Linked DNA regions of Gossypium hirsutum: region 1 is linked to region 2. A link is a contact called in public Hi-C data. All regions are on one chromosome and are shown on one strand. Each heading gives the region's core, a stretch centred on a gene start, on an enhancer-like site or on the middle of the called end of the contact. The rest is flanking DNA. Distances are from core to core; before and after follow the strand shown.

The links. A called contact is a pair of places that touch in the nucleus more often than the background predicts.
Region 1: a Hi-C map of fibers shows a contact between it and region 2, with 5 times the contacts expected there. The contact joins the promoter of LOC107887149 here to the enhancer-like site in region 2. A contact is called at or near these places in 18 of 34 Hi-C or Micro-C datasets (anther, callus, fibers and 4 more).

The regions. Positions count from the first base shown.
Region 1 is chrA03:56,578,937-56,585,415 of Gossypium_hirsutum_v2.1, forward strand. It overlaps LOC107887149, which reads left to right and starts at 2,783. Exons shown (of 7, transcript XM_016811304.2): 1 at 2,783-3,223; 2 at 3,367-3,510; 3 at 3,600-3,674; 4 at 3,765-3,958; 5 at 4,036-4,207; 6 at 4,285-4,686; 7 at 4,844-5,229. The coding sequence starts at 3,008. The coding sequence ends at 4,933. It overlaps LOC107887148 (protein decapping 5), which reads right to left. Exons shown (of 8, transcript XM_016811299.2): 6 at 6,443-6,479; 7 at 6,240-6,350; 8 at 5,743-6,152. The coding sequence ends at 6,027.
Region 2 is chrA03:56,448,603-56,454,720 of Gossypium_hirsutum_v2.1, forward strand. LOC121217708 reads right to left here. Exons shown (of 14, transcript XM_041093721.1): 11 at 6,005-6,065; 12 at 5,785-5,865; 13 at 5,601-5,680; 14 at 5,059-5,334. The coding sequence ends at 5,256. Among protein-coding and RNA genes, the nearest start is that of LOC121217708, 13 kb to the right of the region's middle. Within about 2 kb of position 4,684, at least 2 of the 9 cell types and tissues checked have an H3K27ac peak or open chromatin away from gene starts, as enhancers often do. A contact at or near this core is called in fibers, where this site is marked.

The DNA of each region.
Region 1 (6,479 bases), core at 1,533-4,032, 130 kb after region 2:
TAAAATTATCACTGTCATATAGCATGTATAACATGCTTACATCTACACTTTCTCAACGGTTATCATAACTATATCTCACATGTTATAGCATCTCATCTCAATTCACATATTTAGAAATACATACGCACATTATTCATAAGATAACATAGGTATGAAAAAGCTTATACTCGAAATTTAGAGTAGGGTTTTAGGCTACTACTAAATTCCCAAATAACACATTGAATCATGTCCACAAGTAATTATTTCAAACACTACCAACACGCTTTCGCCGAAAAGCCGAAAGTTCAAACTAGCCTTTCTTTGCCTTTATCTCTACTCGTAAAGGGTCTTATTGATTCCAACGCTTCAACAAGGCAATTCACACAGCAACATTAATCCAAATATTCTCATCAAACAATCCAAAAGCACAAGTCTAAGCTAGGTTCTCATGTAACCAAAACCTTTAACATAGCAAACTTAAAACTCAAATATCTTGATCTATACTTAATCTTTTCACCTAAAACAAATTCTGTTCATCTTATAAGTCACCTACGACTAATTCCCAACCTTTAAACTACACAAAAATACTTAGTTCATAGTATTAACTTTTTCGACATGTTTATGGCAATTTTCTAAAAATTCATTAAAATTTAAGAAATCTTTAACGAAACTTCAAATTAAGTTTAGAAACCTCTTAATCATGTCAAAACTAATTTAAAAACACTTTGAAACCATGTTTTTACTCAAAATCTTGAAATCCACCATTAACGAGCTAATTTTTTACTTTTATTTAAAACATGTGATTTAATGTCCAAAAACTTAGTTTTAAAGACTAAATAACATTTAAAATTAATAGAAATATGAACGGTTACCTTAGTTAGAAGGAAAATGGACTTTTGTAAAAAACCCAGAAAATCCATACAGAAGAAGATGATGAAATCTATAGAGTTTTTGAGTGTTTTCTTGAAGATTTATGAAGGTAATTGACTTGGAGAATGATAAAAATCAAAAGATTGAAGATTTAACAAAGAAAATTGGATGAGGGATTTGGGAGAGCAAAGTGACGGCAACATACACAAAGGATAGAGAAGACTAATGTGGGTTTTGTGAATATAAAGGGGGAAAATAGGGTGAAAATTAAAATTTGGTTTAATTGCCTTTTAAAAACTCATAATTTAGACTCTTTTACAAATCAGTTCTATTTTCAAAATTAAAGGTATTTAAAACTCATTTTCCAAAATTGATTTAATTTTCTAAAAACCATAGTAAAAAACATTACCAATAAACCATGTCTCAAAATTTTGAACACTCTAAGACTAAAATTCCTAAAATACCCCTAAAACTCCTAGGCTCTATTTTGGGGTGTGACAACCAAAACGGAAGCTTGCCTATCTACCTTGCTATTCGAACCAAACTTATTATCGAGTTTGTCTTTACTCAACAAATGACCCTTTACATCCTCGAAAGAGAGTTTGTCTCTGCCATAAATTAGGGTCTCCTTGAAAGAGGGTAAAGAGCACAATAATAGCATAGCATGATCTTAATCGTCAATCTTAACCTCAACATTCTTTAAATTATTCAAAAGGGTAATAAATTGACTAATATGATCTCTAAGAAGCTCACCTTTATTCATGTGAAACGTAACTAAACGTTGTTTCAACACTAAATGGTTAGCTAGAGACTTAATCAAATAAAGAGTTTCTTAGGATTTTTCTCGGTAAGGACCTTTCAGGCCAGTCTAAACTAAAATTGTCATCATCCGAACTTGCCACAGATTGAAATTTGTGGCACCATCAAACTTCTCAATGTCAAACCTTGCTGCTTTCATCTCTAAACAGGCTGATCTACAAAAATTGAACTAACTCTGATACCATTTGTTGGGGATCGACCCAATTAAGCAATGAACAAGTAAAAAATAATGAAATAAATTGAGAAATCGAACACATAAATTTAACATGGAAAAACCCTCCAAAGAGGATAAAAAATCACATACAAATATAATTTTACTATAATAGAAAAAGAACGAAGAGTATAAAAGATAAAAATAAAAACTAAACCCCGAAACTCAAAAATAAAGAACCCTCAAAACGTTAACACAAAATTCTCCAAAAGTGTTATATTCTAATCTTTTACTGGGTGTCTTAAGTCAAATAATAATAAAATAATCTAGATTAATCAGAGTTTGACTTAAACAAATAGACAGAGTGTAACTGAGAGATTATCTCTCAAATTTGACTGAAATATGAGTCATACTCAACAATATCAATTAAAAAACTTTCCGTTATTAATTTAAAGATAAAATACCAAAATAGGAGTGAATTTAAATGTTAGAATCTAAGTTAAAAAAAATTTAAAAACAAAGTATAATTGGGTGAAGTAAAATAAAGGAAAGAATATTGGAGCCTGGTCTCGCCATTGTTGGAAGCCAATATCCTCAAGTCATGCAAGTTTTTGACAGGCAAGTGAAGAGAATATTTGGGATTTAAAAGAAACCATTTCTAAATGGTTCAATGAAATGGTAAAGAAAGCTGTAAGTGTTAAGTTAAAAATACAAAATTGAACGAATAAATTTTCAACCACACAGATTTTTTGGAATAATTTGAGAATTTTACGAGCATGAAATGATATGTTTTATTTAAATTATCAGTAATTCCACAGAAAATTATAGCGATGCCATTATTTGAATAACTTTTAGTACAAGAATTAATTTTGAGCAAATTTTAGTAGGAGTAAAATGAAGTTTATCTCGATATACTTTCTTGGTCAGAGAACTTATGTCATAATATACCTTCTATATTTTTGTTTGTTACTCTAAATACTAAAATACGAATATATGAATAGCATTTAGTAGAGAAAAAGTATGATGTAATCTAGCCGGTGCTGGGAATGGGATCTGTCTGATTGGGCCAACACGGCCCGGCATAAGAACGCTTTGTTTAATCGGCTAATTAATCCATTTCCTGTCTGTAATTGTTTGTAAACTATAAAGCCATAGGCTTGTTCTATGTCTAAAAATTGAAAAACAAAAATGTCCTCTGTGCTTGTGTCTTCCCCTGTTATCTTCCCTCTCTCCAATTCCAAGTCCAAATCCAGTCTTTGGAGTCCCTCACGAAGAACAATCTCTCAACTTTCGGTCTACAATGGTGATGACATCATTGATTCTTCTTCAAACACTCCAAGATTGATCACCTTCTTAGGCAAAGGCGGCTCCGGCAAGACCATCTCCTCTGTTTTCGCTGCCCAGGTACTACTTCCTAGTTACACTTGTCCCCAATTAACGGAAAAGGAAAGCTGAAGCTGACAGATAGGGTTAATTAGAAATGGCCCCTTTTTCCAAATATCATCATCTAATCTCTTTGTTTCATGCCTTTCTTTGCTGCTGCTTAGCACTATGCAATGGCTGGACTCAGCACATGCTTAGTGTTACAAGGACAGGATCGCACTGCTGACTGTCTTCTCAATTGTAAGATCGACTCCTCTCCTACTCTATGCACCCGCAACCTTTCTGTTGTTAGGCTGGAAACTACTAAAGTATGTTCCTTTTCCATGCTTCATCATCTATCCATTTCAAATGGGTTTATTGTAATTACGCTGAGAATGGATCATTCGTTAAACTGCAGATGCTTCTTGAACCTCTAAATGAGCTGAAGAAAGCAGATGGCCGTCTTAATTTGACACAAGGAGTTCTGGAAGGGGTGTGTATGTAATATCTCATCATCCTTTTTACCTTAGGTGTTTGCACTTCACACTATGAATGTTGATTTTGACATGTATTAGTCTACTAGGTTGTTGGAGAAGAGCTTGGGGTGCTTCCCGGAATGGATTCTATCTTTTCACTACTTGCACTTGTGAGGCTTCTGGGTTTATTCGGGAAACGGGCTCGGAAGAACCATCAAAACGATAAATTTGACATTATCATATATGATGGTATCAGCACCGAAGAAACCCTAAGAATGATAGGTGCAAGCAGTAAAGCAAGGTTTGGAAATAGGCAAAACAATTTATCTTTCTTTCCTAAAATGAAGTATGTACACAACCCCCTCTAACTCTGCACAGACTCTACTTGAAGTACCTGCGGAGCATGGCTGAGAAAACTGACCTTGGGAGATTGGCTGGTCCTTCACTCCTGAGACTCGTAGATGAAGCTATGGGCATAAGTGGTAACCCATCCCAACTCACTGGAACAATCAGTGCTGAAATATGGGACAGTCTAGAACGAATTCTTGAGGTAACCACGGAATGTATTTCATTTTATCATTCACCAATTTTTTGATATAGGAGATTGAAAGGCTGTAAGTTGTGCAGAGAGGATCTTCAGGATCTTATCAATTTGGGTGCTTTCTTGTGATGAATCCAAACATTTCAATATCAATCAGTTCAGCATTACGTTTCTGGGGTTGTGCAATCCAAGCTGATACACAGGTGGGTGGTGCATTTGCCATTCCTACCCATCATTTGGATGTTGAATCAGTGGAAAATCTGAAGAAGAATTTGTATCCCTTGCCTTTTGCTTGTATTCCGAATCTTGCAGTGGATTCCCCTCAAGATTGGAATGCCATCATGATGAACAATAGCGTGGAGGGTGCAAGGGGTCTTCTTTCTTTGCCAGCAAGCCAGAAGGTTTCATCTGTGATTTTTGACACAGCAAAGAAAACAGCAACCCTTCTCATGCCAGGTTTCGAGAAGTCAGAGATCAAGCTATATCAAGTATGTTCAGTTCTGAATCCCTCAATTCTTTTCAAGTTGTGTGATAGTTTTGAAGGTTCAAAAGTCGTTTTTAAGTTCTCATTGCTCCTCCCATGTCATCACTTGTAAAAATTTTGATTTGGTGAATTATGCTGATGATTGTTCATTGCATGACAAGTGCAGTATAGAGGAGGATCAGAGTTGCTGGTGGAAGCGGGGGACCAAAGACGAGTCATTTCTCTCCCACCACAAATGCAAGGTAAGGTAGGAGGCGCCAAGTTCATTGAAAGAAGTCTTGTAATCACTATTCGATAAATGCTTTCTGATCAAAATTTTCCACATTTGAGTGTGTCTTCTTGAAACGATAGTGATCAAATTTTATTTTGATGGGTATCCCTTCAAATTGAACTCTTTAATAAGCCACAGGTAGCAAGATGAACCAATCTGCCTTTAAAGGCCCTTGATTTTGTCCCTTGCCTCCACCTCCTTTACACAAGCTTCATTTACCCTCATCTCAAACCATTATGATTCCTTAAATGCAAATACTATCAGTAACCTTTTATATACGATATTCCTGTTCAATGGAAAAATAATGTGCTTATATATACTACATAAATTAATCCCTTCAAACATTATGTATGAAAAGTTCAAAACAAAATCATCATATAAATCCAACCAGGTACAACTCTAATAGCATCACGCTAGAAGTTTAATAAGTCCAGTCACTTCATGCTCTAGTAGAGACATATTATTCTTATATAACATATCGGTACTTGAAAGTATAACAATTCACAATCATGTGATTTGATTACTCCAATAGAGCATTGTTCAACTTCCACATGCAGTGTTAAAGATTGGTTATCGTAGACAATAGAGATGATGCGATAATTGGGTCTGTATACACCTGCTGTATGATGGGAACTCTTCAGATCCCCATCACCCATCTAATCCACGGTAAGTAAAGCAGTTCCCTTCAAATAATTTTGCTTTTCATATACACATACAGTTCCCCAAAATACATATATGGTAAATCAACCACCATATAGAAATTATGCTAAGTGGCAAAACAAGCTCATCTTAATTAAAACTGAATGCGTCTTTTCATTAGATTAGATCCATGAAATAACTATGGACAACGAGAAACAAAATAGGTCATACTGATAAACCAAAGCTTAATGCCTACTTTTATTTCTGGAGAATTAATAAAGAAAAACAAATTCTGAGCATAACCCCTAAATCAGTCTTTACCTTTGCTGGGTAGCTAGGCCTTCAATGTGTATCCGCTGTAACATTTCAAACAAAAGAGAACACCTTAACATGGCCTGCCAGCGGCAATAAACATTTTGAAATATCAAGCACACCTATGGAGCTCGCATAGACATAGCTCGCCCACTACCCCTCCCCACATGCCCATACCCTCTTCCATGATAACCACCCCCAAAGCGACCACCACGTCCACCTCGATGTCCTGAAAAAAAACCAGAAGTCTGCACCACCAAAACCAAAATGACATCAAACAAGGTCTGCATATTTCGGAGAACAAATAGGAAGAAAAACATGAAATGCATCATGACCTCTGTGTCCAATTTCATCTGCTCAGAGAATCTTGGCCTTCCATTTTGTGTGTTGTTATCAAGGGCATTGCAGGAGAGAGTATCAAAAAAGTCATCCTTATTGTAAACAGGCTGCAATACAAAACCAAACTCAAAGAGTGGGCAGGGAGCCTTTAACAGAAATCAAACTGGTATGAAAGTCAAATAAAAGGTCGCAATGTGACCTTGGCTTGAACCTTAGATGTTTCGGCATCATCTTCA
Region 2 (6,118 bases), core at 3,434-5,933:
TACTTTACCTTACATTACTCATGCATCATTCAAATACATGCTTAAATTCATTGGACTCTGTATCAGCTTTACATATTATTCTCAGAAATATTCACTCAATCATAGATATCCTTAAGGAATCACTTACCTTACTTACTATACCTTTCATGATCTTGGCATCACATTTTTATTCTACAGATATAAAGGTATGAACAATACCATGTAAGAGTCAATTTAGAGATTCACAGGACATCCACGAATAGCGGCTTAAACTCCAGATTCAACAGCCAATATGAAATTGCAAAGGCCACTACTTATAAAACATAAGGACACCATTAAAACTCATTCGTATAACCTTTACCATCATCTCAAACCCAAATGACCCCATGTAAAGCTTTACTTCTTCGTCTTACTATTCATGCACTCTTACAGACTTAGTCTTTCATAACATAACATATAGAGTCATAAAACTTACCCAAACACGAATCATCTTTTCATAACAATCCAGAATCGCAACTTCCATCTTAAGAAAGGAAGAAATGCTTACAGTTCCTTAAGAATCAAATAGTAGCACTTTTTGAAAAATGGAGAAGATAACTTCACCCTATTGAAATTTGACACGTGTCACCTTCTTTCAGAATTGTCCTTATAATGTCCTACAGCCTCTGAGAAGGACATAAGTGAAGGTCCAATATTTTAGTTACTCCATTACTCAATCCAGTGAACTTCTAACTAAATCATCTTGTATCTTATCTTGAAAACTTACAACATGACCAGCACAGTAACTTAAACATACTTGGCAGACATGACCCTTTGCGTTAATCTAACTTACAGATTTCTTTTGCCTAAATTTTCTCCTTATGACTCCATTTCCTTAGATAAATCATTACTTAATATCCTAACTTCGATTATGCGCCCAAATCTATACACCATAAGAAACAATTGTAGGATAGAACCACATCACACAAATTTCCTTTAGGCTACGCGCCAAAACTTAGAACCTGCCAAATTCGGGTGATACAAACCTAATGCAGTTACAGATTGTTTTCGCATCAAGTTTCTGATGGTCTTACATCATCTGTGCAGCAAGCATGTATGAGCCCAACAAATTTTTAGATCTTTCACAGTTACGACCTCTGGATAAATGCAACTTATACCCGTCAGTTGCGCCCTTCTGCAAACTTTTAACACTCCCCAACATATAATTTCGAATTAGATACAGTGACTTCATAGTCCAACGATACCCTCATGTTATACTATTTGATGGAAAATACACAATCCTCCTTGTTTGTGAATTGTTGGCGTGCGAACAACTCTTTCGATTTGAAATCTACTGCCAATCGATGAGAAGGTATTATATCTAGGTACTTAGGGAACTCGGATGCATACGCCATATCGGGATCTAAGCTCAACATGTGGGCCCTAGAGTCATTGCATATGAAAATTCCACGAGTCGGGTTTTCGACCGAAGGGTCGTATACATTTTCATCATTGTCCACTCCTTCATTTTCGATATCATCTAGGACCTCATCCAGATCGGGATCACTAAAATCTTCACCCTCATGATCAGAATGACCATCATTGTTAGGTCCTTTTTCACCATCTACATTAGTTTCAATCACCACTAGATGTATTTGTAAATAGGGACCCGAATTAATGTTGTTATACGCAGTCAAAATACGGTGTAGAATTTTGGCCCTTGTCGATGCCGCTCCATAACCACATTGCTCTGCCCATCCAAAATTCAAATCAAAGTCAAATCCGTGTACAGACGATCGCCTATCGATAGTCGCTCTCAAAACCTCCGTACACGGGTCTTAAACTCCATATGTTGACTTAATGGACTAACATTTTCAACTGGCTCCATATCCGCTAACTCAGCAAACAACTCAATTGATTCAGCATTCACATTCCTAATTGAGCAAAAAAGTGCAATTATAGTCTCCACGTCTTCATCATCTACAAGTTTCATTTTTGTAAATTTGTATGGATTTGACAAAACTAGAAATTTGTAGAATAGTCTGGACATCCTCTTTCTATAATGTCGAGCAATTTTCGCACTAATCTTTTCTTTCATATCATCAAATTTTACATTCTTATTAAACTTCATTCCTATTTGCTGACAATATTCAAATGTACAACCAACTATTATTTGTAAAATTACCCCCTCGAAATGAACATATACAAAGAATTGGTTATTTATTTTCGATACTAAATCTTTAAAATAAATTAAAAATAAAAAAGTTACTTTTATTTTAAAAAAATATTGGCTCTTATTAAAAATATAATTACGTATAAATAATTACAAACTAACCTTATAAACTCGAACTTGATTTTTGAAATCTAAAACACAAATTTTGTTTCTTCTTTGTTCCTGTTCCTCACATTCTACTAACACAAATCTTTCTTCTTCTTCTTCTTCTTTTTTCTTAACTTTAGCAAAAATTAAAAGCTTCAACATAAACCCAAAACTTCAATAGAAACCAAAAACTTCAACATAAACAAATTTTTGGCCAATGATGGAGTATATATACTCGGTGGTGCCGCCTGACACGTCGGCGGCACCCCTAATAAATTAATTTTTTTTCAATTTTCCTTTCTTTCCCTGATAGCCATTTTCTTTTAAAAAAACACCAAAGTCGCCAGACACACTGGCAACACTCATTAAATATATATACTTTTCTTCACAGGCTTTTTTTTGACTCATCACTTGTGCCGCTTGACACACCAACGACACCCGTTAAAAATATATATTTTTCTTCACAGGTTTTTTTTTCTGACACATCATCGGTGTCGTTTGACAAACCGATGACACCATTAAAAAATTATTATTTTTTCTTCATAGCCTTTTTTTTTACATTGGTTTTTTTATAATTTATCACCGTGCCACCAAATAGATCGGAGGAACCATTAATATAATTTTTTTTAGTTTTTTTTCTCATTGTGTATACACGTATTTTCACGGATATTTGGATAAATATATATAAGTGTCACCTGATACAGTGGTGACATCAATAAAAAAATTCTTTGTTTAAAAGCTTGATAATTGACTGAAAAAGGGGAGTGGTGCCCCTGATCTGTGAGGCGACACTATAACAAACAACTCATTTCCGTTACTAATTTGTCCCCCAAATCATTTTCATAATTAATTAATTTTTTATATTATTTTTATAAAAAAAAACCTCGTTAATTATAACATCATGTTTCACAAGAACACCAATCAAATATTGATCATTATTACTCAGATGTGCTGGATCATTCTTTACCCAAATCTGGTTAGGTTGTGGTCTTCTTTTTCTATTCATTGCTGTAATAAGTTAAAAGTTTTTCAAAACAGCATGAAATCAGAATGCAAATGAAAGCATTAGAAAGTTCAGTGTAGCAGCATCCCACATAAATAATAACTATTGGGGATTCATTTCACTCTTCACTATCCGCTGTGAATGCCTTCAAATAGTTAATTCAACTCTCTGTTTAGATGATCATTTTGTGGGATTTAAACCATTTTGAGGCAGTAATCATGGAAGCCTCCACAATTCCGTCATAATATTTTTATGGTAGACATTACAATTGAAATTTAACATTTTATAACATCAAATCTTATATTCACATCTAACTTAATTTTTAGTCATGAACCACTACTTGAGTATTTTTATGTCAAATCTAAGTCCACATTAATTCCTTAACTCGACAAGTGAGTTTACATTGACTCCTATACTCTCTTTTTTTTACCGTTTATTATTTATTTAAGTTTATTCTATTAATGACTATGAAAAAAATAATTTGACATACTCGACTTATCATATCATGACACTAGTTATAGAAAAATGTGTTATTTTTTGTAAGAAAAATTTATGTTATTTAATAATTTAAAAAATAAATAGAATATTTTTTGAACTACTTAACTCTAAGATTAGATGAACTTGGAGTAGCATTTTTAAGTTAGATATGAAACACATAGTTGTAATCAAAAGTTTTCAGCAACATCAAATAGTAAAAATCAAAACCATTACAATAATGTTGTAATGAAACCCATAGTCTTAAACAACAAAAATGATAACCCATAAAAAAGAAAAAGTTTAATGAAAATTTTTTGACGGAATCTTTCACCCCACAATTATGGTGGCCTTTTGGATTGAAATGGTATTTCAATATTTTAGTATTTTGGTCCCTTTCATTTAGGGGTTCCAAAGGATTTTTAGTTACTCCGTTTTTCTAGTTAATTTTATTAAAATTCATTTTTATTTTTCTTCACTTCTTTATTCTACAAATAAGAAGTATTATTATAATTATTTTAAAATACAGTGATTTGACAATACAGGTGGCGTGATATGATATGTTGGGTATGCCTTTTTTTCACTATCATTAACAAAATAAGTTTAAATGAATAACAATTATTAAGTTTAATGGTCAAAATAGAATTAAAAAAAAATTCTAACAGTCAATCTGAACTTACTTGTCAAATTCAAGAATCAAAATTTAAATTTACTATCAATATTTGTTGTATTAAGTGCTAATTAATTTTTAAAGAAAAAAAAAGAGAATGAATATTTTTATTCCGAAAAGGTTTGAAATTTGATCCATCCACAACAGTTGGTTTGGAGTAGAGGTAGTTGAGGATAGTGGGTCTTTGTCCTTAGCACCGAGTAAGGGTTTCAGCCATGTTGCTGAAGGCAGTAAAAATTATTAGTGGAGAGGAACTTTGAGTGGCAACAGAGATGCAATATGGTTTGGCATCACTATCTGATATTATTCATTTGGTTGCTTCCACATATCCTGCCCTATCTCTTTGGATATCCCCCTAAACAACTCTTGCTTATTTCTCCATTTGACCCTAACCAAATCACACTGTCCCAACATTTTCTCCTCCCTATCACAAACCAAAATATTTAACCCACCAATCTCTCTTTATCCTAATTTATGCATATTTAAAGAAAAGAACAATGCAACCCTAGCAACATATAATTCCTGGGAAATCCAAGACTAACTATACACGTGCGGAAGAGAGCGCTTCATCATCCTCATTTATATTTCATAAGCGAAAAAGGAAAAAGAACCCATGATTTATCACAAAACATGTCAAAATCACTACTTTCATTTCATTTCAGAATGCAACTAGTCATTTACAATTCCTGAGTGGCAAAACACAACTATATCACGTTTGGAGAAACCAGAATGGCCAGCTTCTCAATGCTTGCTTCATCTAAAATCACAAGCAATTCGAAACGGTTTGAAGAAAAAAAAATTACACCAACTTTTCTACAGGTAATTTGAGACTAGACATCATAGACTGGCAGTCGCTCTTCAATAGAAACACGGCAGATTGGACACCTTTTGCACTTCTCACAGCAAGTGCTGAGAAAGAAACAGCATTATTAATAATTAAAGAAAACAAGTTCCACATCCTTTGATAAGAAATGAAAATATTACACACCATATGCCCAAAATATGGTATGCCACTACTAGTCATGTAAATACCATAATAATATATTTCTGAGTATACATGATGCCTAAGCCAAAGCTTTTAACAGACATCTTTGCATTAATCAATAGTCCACTACTGAGAAAACAGCCAGAATGGAAAATAACATTGTCAGTATTACAAGGGTAGATGCAAATACCTGCAGAGAACATGATGTCTACAAGGCAGCAGGACTACACTGATTTGTTCCTCAAAGCAAACTCTACACAGAATCTTTTCCTGAGTGACAGATCCATTCAATTAATAAGTAAGCAATACAGTATATATTAGCCAAACAATTAGAATAACTTGGTAACAACTTAAGCTTGGTGTTGAAATAATACATATTGAAGTCTTTCAAACTCCTGCTGGCTGTACTTGGTGACTTCAGTCTGCTCACTGAGTGCAGCTTGTAATCTCCAAATCTATATTTAAAGGATTTCAAAACATGCATATAATATTGCTCAATTATAGACAGAGATTTCAGACCGTAGCAAACAGGTTAGACCAAAAAATGCATAAGTAAATACTTCACAATTTGAAGACTCCAAATACTATGTTTACCTCCTCAACAAGAACTGATTTTGGTCTTTTCTTCACAATATCAGGTGAGAAAGTGTTATATCTGAATGTTTGAGGATGAAAGAAAAGATCAGCAAAAAGACGGGGAGGGGGGGG